Linked DNA regions of Mus musculus: region 1 is linked to region 2. Evidence: chromatin contacts called from public Hi-C data. All regions are on one chromosome and are shown on one strand. Each heading gives the region's core, a stretch centred on a gene start, on an enhancer-like site or on the middle of the called end of the contact. The rest is flanking DNA. Distances are from core to core; before and after follow the strand shown.

Region 1 (5,143 bases), core at 2,610-5,109, 130 kb after region 2:
CAGCTTCCTGGTTCCTGCAGCAAGTGCACTCCTCAGGGAGGCCCCAGAATGAACCTCTGGCTTTGTGTGCACAGAGTCCAAAATACAAGGTGGATGGTGCCCCGCATCCCACGGGACTACAGGCTTGGCTGGAAGTGAGTGTGTCATTTCTCAGACCCATAGCTGACCAAGTGTTCCAAGCTGTACCTTCTGGAACTGCAGGAACAGGCCTTTCCCACTGCCACCTGTGCACAGGCCGCCTCCACCTGACTGGCCTCTCTATGCTCAGGTGACTTTGCTACCTGGATTTCTTCCTTCAACTGTCAGGTCAAAGGTCACATCCTCTGAAACTTGCTAATTCTTTCCCCACTTAACTCCTTTCTGACTCCTTCTCCCAATGAAACAGCTTCTTTCTTGGCCACCGCCTCCAACATGTGGCTCTTTTATTCTCTGTCCTAAGCAACCTGAAGCAATCAGCACAAGGGATGCCCCGCAGTATAGATGAGTTTACAGGTTTCTACTACTGTGTGTTCTACACACAACACACAGAACTGGATTCTTGTCTGGTCCATACTGCATGTTTAAACGTATTGAGCCGTCATTTGATGTGTAAGAACTCCATCCTGCAGAGAAGCTCCTTAAGCTCAGGAAGTAAGCAATTCAGTGGCCCCAGGAAATTCCTGAAACTGACAAGACTCGCCTCATCCCTCCCTCTCCCCAGCATATAGAAGCAGGAAGGAAGTGATGCAGAGAAAGACACTCTCAGACCAGTTGAGCTGCCTGGAAGGGACACTCTCCAACCTGTTGATCTGGCTGCAGGCCAGTGTGCTCCAGGTTCCCAGCTAGTGACATAGTTCCTTTAACAAAGCCACACCTATTCTAACAAGGCCACACCCACTCCAACAAGACCACACCTCCCTATGGGCCAAGCATTCAAACACATGAGTCTTTGGGGGACATTTCTATTCAAGCCACCACACTAGCCGCTTGGGTTTTAGTTAACTCCGGGTGTAGTTAACAATCAAGAATAGCCATCACACCTAGTAATGCGTGTGCCTCTTCCTTGATCTTTATAACTGCCTGGAGTGTCTATGAGAAAGGAGGACCGAGTGCACACGGAGGGAACACCTAGAAGGGTGCAGGGGGAAGACAGCCATCTATCCACAGCCAATAAGGGGACCCAGGGAGGACCAAGTCCTGCAGACACTTTAATCCAACATCCAAGTCAGTGAGAGACCTTTTATTATTCATGCTACCACGAAGGTGGCTCTAGGTGTCACAGAAAAGTCTTCAAATTCCAGAAGATCTAAGTTTTGTTAGTAACAAACACAGCAGAGTTGTATTGATGTGTTGGATAGCGGAAGACTGAAGAACTTGTGGGCAGATTAAAAGAAGAATAGGTTCATTCCTGTCCTCTCACCCCAGGGACAAGTTTCCATTTACCCAAAGGTCAAGACCAGAAGGTCAGCTGGTAGGAATGACTGAGACTTTTAACACCTCGCTCTCTCTGTACTTCTGTCTCACCCTCAGCTCATTGTCTCCATCGGTTCGACAGGGACTGTACCTAGCTTAAGAGCCACCTCTGTCTGGCCTGGCCTCTGCCTGCTCTTTCCTCATACAGTCCCCAGTAGTGACTGCTCAGCTGGAACAGAGGTCAGAAGAGTTGGCTCCAAATGCCTGCATACTAGGACTCCTGCCTCCTTCCCGTGACCTCTGCTTCAACTAAGAAGAAACAGAGGAGAGTTGAGAACTGAGAGAGGAGGAGGCCCTCAGGGTCGGACACTATGCTGTCATCCTCTGGGATACGGAAAGCACCCCCTCTTCCCACACGCTGACCTCTTACAGTTGGGGTTGGCAACCTGCCTGGCTGGCCTTGGTTAGGCTCGCAGGAGTCTCATCTTTTATTCTGACTATAACAAGACAGATGGAAGGGAGAAGCCATCCCGGCAAAGAGAGGGAGCAGAGGCAAAGAGACGAGGGGTGTGAAGGCAGGCTGTTCAGATGCGCCCTGAGGGGAACAGCTCTTTGTCCAGGGCATCAGAAGGCTTCAGTCCCCCCAGCCTGGGTTCAGCTTGATGAACGGACAGCTAGGCAGGAGGCAGCCTGTTGTTACTGGCAGCATCCAAGAATGAAGCAGCCTTACCCCTGCTGTTGGCCAGATGTTCCCCAAAGCGCTCGATAGGCTCCCTGAGACTAGAGTGGCCATTACTAATGTTACAGTGACTTTGACCGTATCCCCCCAAAACCTCATGGCTCTACCACAAAGAGGAGCCACATCCTCGGGTACCTTCAGGGCCTGGCTCACCCTCCCACTAGGAGCCACATCCTCGGGTACCTCCAGGGCCCATCTCACCCTCCCCCCACACAGGCAGACACCCCCCTCATCCCCTCTCATCATTCCTGAGGCATCTGCCCTTGAGCTGGGTGGAGCTCCTCTGTGCTGTGTTCTCACGGACCCTGCCCTCTTCCTGACTGTAACATTCACCACGGTTCAGGGGCATGTTTGCTTGATTGCTTCATTTCAAGGCCCCATGCTTGTTTTCATGCTTTTTTTTCCCTTTGCTTTCTTACATTCCTTTATATTTATTTATTTATTTCCTCCAATAATTTATTTATTTTTATTCACTTTACATTCCGATCACAGCCCCCCTGCCTCTTGTCCCAGTCCCACCCTTACAAGTCCCTTCGCCCCATTGCCCCTTGTCCCCTCTCCTCCTCAAAGAAGGGGGAGAGGGGGGCCTTGGGACCACTCTGAGACATCTAGTCCCAGCAGGACTGGGTGCATTCTTTCCCACTGAAGCCCAACCAGTCCAGGTAGGGGGAAGGGGATCCAATGTCAAGGAACAGAGACCGAGACCCTGGCTCCACATGTTAGGGGACCCGCATGAAAGCAGAGCTGAACGTTTACTACAACGTGTAGGGAGTCCAGGTCCAGTGCCTGCATATTTCCTGGTTGGTGGCCCGGTCTCTGTGAGCCCCCATAGGCCTAGGTTAGTTCTTTATATTTATTCAGTGTGTGTGTGTGTGTGTGTGTGTGTGTGTGTGTCTTAAAGCCATACTTCTTCTATCTTGGGAATCCAGGGGACTGAACTCAGGTCATTAGGCTTGGTGGCAATCACCTTTTACCAGCTGGCTGATCCATCTCACTGCCTGGCTTAATGGTTTCTTCCTTTTCCTTCCTTCTTTCCTTCCTCCCTCCCTTCCTTCCTTCCCCCCTTTCCTTTGTTTGTTTGTGAGACAGGGATCCTCTGTGTTGATGGTTTCTTACCTGCTGTCTTTCCTGGCAGCAGAGCAGGCTGTACCTCTGTGGAAACTGGGAACATTTGAAGATTGATGGCAAGAGACATTTGAGACATCCCCCTGCTGCAGAGAAACAGATCTACCTTTGCAGGCAGGGCTGGTTCCCTTCTGTGCCTCTGTTTTCATGGGATGGAAGAGTTACAACGTTGCACAATGTGCACAATGGGACTGTTGTTGTTGTTGTTGTTGTTGTTGTCCAAATGAACCTTTCCACTAAATTATCCAGAAGCAGAGTCATAGGTACTATGACTCTCCATGTTCTGGATGGGCAGGACAGCCAGAGAAGAAAGGGTTAACACTCTCCTGAAAGGAGCCACCCACTCCTCTCCTACTGCCTGATGAGACAGGTGGTGGGTGCAGCAGCCCTGAGGCCCAACTCTGGGCCTGCTCCTTCCAAGATCAGACCCAGAACAGGATAAGTTTTGTTCCAGTACCAGCCCTATAACAACAGCTGTGAGGGGCAGTGTCTCCTGTCAGCACACACACAAAGCCATGAGGCCCCGGTTCACAAAGCTAATGGGTGTGTGGCTTTGGCGTGCCAGCTCACAGGGCTTTCAGTTCCTATCAGTGACATCGGCTCCCAGACCTTCCTTCAACCACCGTGTTGTGCTTGGATTGCACAATTATGCTTGACAGAGTTGCTTCATCTGTCTTAGCGGCTTCCATCAATAGCCAGAGAGAAAATCTGGTTATAAAGTGACTCTTCTTAGAAGGTCTGGGTCCCGGTGGGGAGTGCGTTCTTGGTCAGCTTCCCAGAACCACAGAAGTCAGTTGGCATTCCCTCATTTATAGCAGCAGCGGTGCGACCCCGAGCCTGAGCCTGTGAGAGAGTCCTGTGTGCATCTAGACCTTTGTCTCTGCTCAGAATATGAATACAAACACACCCCAGAACACAGGAAAACATCCAAGAACAAATTTAAAAAGCAGACCAAACAGCCTACTAGAAGCCAAGAGAAAGACCACAGAAAGTCAGTAACTCCAATAGTATTTTCTTTCCTTCTCTTCTGAACAAGGGACTCCATGTTTGTGTTTTGCCACTGGGTCTGCAAACTGTATAAGTGTGGTCATCAGCAACGCATGATGTCATTTCTTAAAATTTATACACCACAAGTGGGGAGATGGCTCACCGGATAAAATGCTTTCCGTGCAAGCATGAGAACCGGAGTTGAGACCCCAGAACTCAGGTGAAGTAGCAAGTGTGGTGCTTATGCATCTGTAGCCCCTGCCCTGGGAGAGCAGAGACAAGCAGATTCCAGGAGGCTCAATAGCCAAGCAGTATAGCCGAATCAGAGAGCTCCAAGCTAAAGGAGACCTGAAGAAAAGATGGAGACGAAATGGAAGAAAACATCCTGACACTAACCTCTGGCTTCCACACACTCAGCAGGTGGGCACACACTTGCATCAGCAGTGTGGAGCAACCAAAGTCTCCTTCATTGCTGATGGGCATAAAGTCAGTCTTTGCAAGACAGCGCAGCAGTTTCTTACAAAGTCATAAAAAACATCTACCGTGGAACTTAGAAATAGTGTCCTAGATATTTACCCAATTGATACAAACTTGGTTTAGATGAAATTCTGCATACAATCATTTGTAGTGGCTTTATTCTTAAACCTATCAAGTGAGAACCCAATGTCCTTTCGCTGGGAACTGGATAAACAAACTATGGTACATCTAGACAATGGCTACCGATGCACAGATAGGTGAATCACAATGCATTATGCTAAGCAAAATAAGCCAGAAGCCAGATGCGGAGATCTAACCCTGTGTACTTCTAATTATGTGACACCCAGGGACAAGCAAAATGTTTTAGAGACAGGAAAGTGATAGGTGGCTTATCAGGGCTGATGGAGGGGAAGCTGTCTGTGA
Region 2 (4,973 bases), core at 1,016-3,515:
GAATGAATGAATATGAATGAATGAGTAGGTAAATCAGAAGATACATAGACATTTGTGTGGAGCAACAGAGAAGCAGATATTTGAATGAGTGGTTAGGTAGATATTGGGTGGATGGATAAATAGATAATTGGATGGTTAGATGGATAGGTGGACAACATGTCATCCAAAAATGAAGGTATGGTTTTGTGGTTTGAATGTGAAACATCCTCTGTAGGCTCATGTGCTTGAAAACCTGGTCCCCAGCTGGTGGTGATGTTTTGAAAGGCTATGGCATGTTTAGAAATTAGAGCCTTGCTGGAAGAATTGAGTCACTGAGGGCAGGACTTCTGGTCCATTCTTTGATTCCTGACTACAGGTGCAGTATGACTATCATGCCTTTCTCACCATGATGGATCCCAACCCTTCAAACAGTAAGCCAAAATGAGTCCTCTCTCCCTAATGGTGTTTCTTGTCAGGTTATTTGGCAAACAACCAAAACAGTAACTAACAGAGATGGCTAAATGATTGAAAAGATACTCATCTTTCTTACAGATTCAGTATAAAGCACATCCTATCTACCTCTCATGATAACATCGTATTAAGAAAGAGGATACGGAGGTAGGCAGATTTCTGAGTTCGAGGCCAGCCTGGTCTACAAAGTGAGTCCCAGGACAGCCAGGACTATACAGAGAAACCCTGTCTCGAAAAAAACCAAAAAGAAAGAAAGAAAGAAAGAAAGAAAGAAAGAAAGAAAGAAAGAAAGAAAGAAAGAAAGAAAGAAAGAAAGGAAGGAAGGAAGGAAGGAAGGAAGGAAGGAAGGAAGGAAGGAAGGAAGGAAGGAAGGGAGGGAGGAAGGAAGGAAGGGGATACGATTCTAAGTACACAGTGTGTGGAGTTGGCCAACATAGTGTCCAAGGCTTCTATCCCCATTTTTCACCTAGTAGTTAGGTATGGCTTGAACAAATTCCCAGCTTCTGTGGGCCGTGCTCCATGTACTTTTAAGAGACAATAATTCAGTAGCCAGTATTCTGCAAACCAGTCGCCACTGGGATAAGATACCATGTACCTTACTATGCTTTGTCACAAGCGATGAAGGATAGCATAGTTGTCATCTGGTCAGTGTCCACAGAATGAGAACATAACTCTCGATTCCAAACCCCAGCCCTCCGGTTTCAACCTTCCCAACTCCCTAGCCAAGAGGCAGTCTCCTATTCCACAAGCCACCTTCTCCTTCCCACAATCCCCTGCCCTCTGCTGCAGTGCTCGTGCCTGTGAGAAATGGGAGATTCCCACGGAGGGCCCCCAGAAGTGCAGCTGGCAAAGCCTCGCTGCTGAGTCACTTTCTGAAGCACTCTCGCTTTCCTTTTTTTTTTTTTTTTTTGGAAACCTGAAAAATACATTTATAGTGCAAAACTATTCAGTCAATATTTACTTATTGAGGACATACTTTATGACGAGCACTGTAATTTCTGGGTAAACTCAACTAAACAAAATGCTGGCCCCTCCCTACTACCAGTGGGAGGGAAGCCTCATTAGTCTGTGCCTCAGCGAACTGGAGGCCACCCCAGGACTTTCTCCAGTCCCTCCTGACCCATTCAGAACCTGGCACAGGACGAGCACACTGGTACCACTCACGGCTGCTGAACTTCAACTTGGTGTGCCATGGGGAGGCAGACATGTTAATCAACAACTGCAGTTGGACACAAGAAACAACTGCAAAAGCAGCTGAGAACTGGATGTGAAGCTAGGGGTCACAGGGATATTCCCAGAGAAGGGGATGCCAGCCAAGCAGAAGCCAGAGACAAAAGCAAAGAAGAAAAGATGGGAGGGGTCAGGGTCAGACACAAGAGAGACGATGATTCTCTTCGGGCTTTTCCTGCTATTCAACTTCAACCTGCCCCTACCTGGGCACTGGAAGGGGTTTTACCCCTACTAGGTAAACAGCTCCCGGGAAATCTCATAGATTGGTTTATGGGTTTGGTGGTTTGTTTAGTTTAGTTTGGTTTGGTTTGGTTTTTTTGTCTCCTCAAAAAAAATTATCTATCTGAAGGTAAGTGGGGAATTATGGCAGGCACCTGCTAGCCTGTCAAACCTAGAGGAGCGAGGACATCAGATTGTGACAGGTGCCAGGACCAGAAGGCAAGAAGAGAGAGGAGAGATGGCAAGAGCAGCTTCCATGCCTGCAACTTCTCTGCGTCTGCTGTGAAGTGCAGGCTGGGGCAGAGCTCACTCGTCCCAGGGGAAGCGTCTCCTCTAAGCTCATGTTAACATTGGACAAAGGCACAGAGCCTTACGTGCCTTGGATTTAAGAGCAGGTGGCATGGCCACTCTTGGCACCAGATGCCTGTAAATCAGCCTAGAGCTGGGCTGCAGGCCAGCCGCCTCTCTCCTAAGGCAGAAAATGTGCCCTCCACACTGATGGGGACAAATCCACTACCTGGCAGCCCCAGCCCCAGCCCCAGCCCCAGCCCCAGCCCCAGCCCCAGCCCCAGTCTCTCTCTCTCTCTCTCTCTCTCTCTCTCTCTCTCTCTCTCTCTCTCTCTCTCTCTCTCTCTCTCCCTCCCTCCCTCCCTCCCTCCCTCCCTCCCTCCCTCCCTCCCTCCCTCCCTCCCTTCATCCTTCCCTCCCTCCTGCTTTGTACTCTCACCTAGAGTTCCTTCAAATCCCTCATGGCTCTCATTTCCTGACCTGAACAGCCACTAGCTTAGACACCTCCCTTCCCTGTTCTTTTACCTGGCTAACTCTTAGCTTCTCCTTCAAATCTCAGCCTAGAAATCCAGCTTTTTAAAATATCCAGTGTCCCACCTCCAAGTCTGGATAAGCTCTCTTCTTTGAGGGTCCTTTGCCTCCTCTACATCCTCCCTAGAAATGCCTCTGTCATGCAGCATCATAAGACACGCCACACATCCCCCATCTCCTACTAAAGGGCGTCTTCTGTCTGTATCCCCGGCACCAACACAACTGCAGACCTAAAAAGCATGCCAAGTCAGATGAACAAGCATAAGCCACTGAGAAGGTTTCAAAGCTTTCCCGTGGGAGTCTGAAAATGCCCTCTGCATGGAAAACCAAGCGGTGTTCACAGACACCTGTCTACTTGACTTCCTCATGGCTCTTGATGTAGATATTAATCTATTAACTATACAGGTGAGGGAACTAAGACTCAGAGAGACATGTGAGCGCTTGAGAATGTACCTTGGAATATCCAGTGGCAAAGGGTGGGAATCCAGGGCTACCTGACTCTAAGATCGACCCTTCTGATAGCTCTTTCGCTCTCCCACCATACACTCCAGGCCTCTAGCATTGCTGGGTTGTCTGCAGCCTGCAATCCTGCAATCTAGGCAAGCAATCATGGCTCGCAGCCCTCCAGTGGCAGATGAGGGAGTCATCCTTCCAGTGATCTTCAGGACTGCCTGCCTGGTCCTCCCTCTCTCTATGGCGTGGAGACCTCAATTCTCCTAGGCCTTACACATACAGCTATGGAATCTTCCACCCGATGGCTTCCGCCTGTGTGTTCCAGGCCTGTCGATGAGCAGAGTGAAGTGGGTGACTCCAGAGCATACTGGAAAAGCCATAGGTGCACATGGAGCTATAGCCAGAGCTTTTGTGCATAAGCCCTAGTGACACTATTGCCAGGAAGATGACTTCGGATTTCCTCTGCCTATTGAGCCTAGCTTACCCTGTTCACTTACTGTTTATTCCCTTACTTAGCATCGTTTACAAAATAATCTATAGGAATCTAGGAAAACCAGAGAAAGGTAGTTTCCCAGTCTTCAGGGTAGAGTAACTCATATCAAAAGGCAAAGGGTAGTGCTAAGTTTCTAACCTGGGACAAATGGCTATTTAACATAGCAAAGTGACCTGGCCTCCAGCTCCCTAAAGCATCCTCAGTCCCTAACTGCTACAGGATAAGAAGGGCATGCTCCACCCTCTCCCCCATCTCTCCAGCCCGGGGACAGGGCTGCCCCTCCCCCAGAGGCTCTTTTGTATATAATCCAGACATTTTGGTTACCCACCCCATTTGTCCCTTTGGCCTCCTGGCTGCTGCCCCGGGGTTCCCATTCTCCCCTCATTGCCCAACTCAGCCTGATCATGTCCACTCTGAACTCGCCCAGGTGTCCCTGCCTCTGCCCTTTTATCTATAATAAACGTTCCCTTCCACCATAGCCAGGAGCAGTCAAAGCCTTTCCTTCTCATTTCTTTTCCTTACTCAAGTAGGTATGGAGCTGGATGCCAAGAGGCATCTATTACACCATCAGGGCGATGAGAGAATAAGGTGGTTGCCCCAAAAGGTCTCTGTTGAAATAAATACAGTAGCGTTGCCTCTGCCATGTTTTATGACTGTTGTTTCTTTTTACAGCCCTCTGACATTTGAGGAATACTTGCCTTCTAGCTCCCAACAGAAGCTATGGTCTTTGTCCACCTCTCTTGAAGCTCAGAATGAACACTGACTCCACATAGCAGGAACTATCGGAATGGAAGCATCCATCAACATCCATGTTGGGGAGGTGGCAGAGTTGGCTGAGCTCTTATGGACGGAGGCCTTGATACTGGGGAGGTATGATGGCTAATCTTAGGTGGCGTCTTGGCAAGCCTAGGAACTTCAGCTTAAGAACTGCCTCCATCAGATTGGTCTGTGAGCATGTCTGTGGGGCCTTTCACGTGGGACAAGTCTGGAGGATAGCCCTTATCATTGTGTAGGTGCCATCCCCAGGCAGGTAGGGCTGGGCAGTATAAAGTGTACCCATTTTGGAGTGATGGCAGCTTCCTCATTCAACTAGTTCTGTAGCAGAGTTGGTATTATTCCCAGGAGTAATACAGCCTGATTCTCCAGCTTTCCCAATGGCTTTCTTAGTTACCCAATCTTTTAAACGACAGAACTAAAGGATGGCCTCACAGAAAAGTATACTAAGAAAAGAAAATACAGCCCAATAAACTGTCATAGAGTGAATCACTGCTCATACCAATAAGTAGATCAGCCCTAGATGGATTCCCAT

Evidence for each region. Hi-C and Micro-C count contacts between places; a contact is called where the count stands out from the background.
Region 1: a contact with region 2 is called in a Hi-C map of muscle stem cells, with 2.0 times the contacts expected there. The contact joins two enhancer-like sites. A contact is called at or near these places in 7 of 484 Hi-C or Micro-C datasets (B cells, the G1E-ER4 cell line, bone marrow-derived macrophages and 4 more), 4 of 115 datasets of contacts at active chromatin or transcription factors (the SCID.adh cell line, bone marrow-derived macrophages, embryonic stem cells and 1 more) and 2 of 9 other capture datasets (adipose tissue and embryonic stem cells).

What each region holds. Positions count from the first base shown.
Region 1 is chr15:57,977,037-57,982,179 of GRCm38.p6, forward strand. LOC115488500 (a long non-coding RNA gene) reads right to left here and starts at 310. Exons shown (of 3, transcript XR_003951568.1): 1 at 187-310. Within about 2 kb of position 3,860, at least 58 of the 459 cell types and tissues checked have an H3K27ac peak or open chromatin away from gene starts, as enhancers often do. A contact at or near this core is called in muscle stem cells, where this site is marked.
Region 2 is chr15:57,852,331-57,857,303 of GRCm38.p6, forward strand. No RefSeq gene overlaps it. Among named protein-coding and RNA genes, the nearest start is that of Derl1, 38 kb to the right of the region's middle. Within about 2 kb of position 2,266, at least 69 of the 459 cell types and tissues checked have an H3K27ac peak or open chromatin away from gene starts, as enhancers often do. A contact at or near this core is called in muscle stem cells, where this site is marked.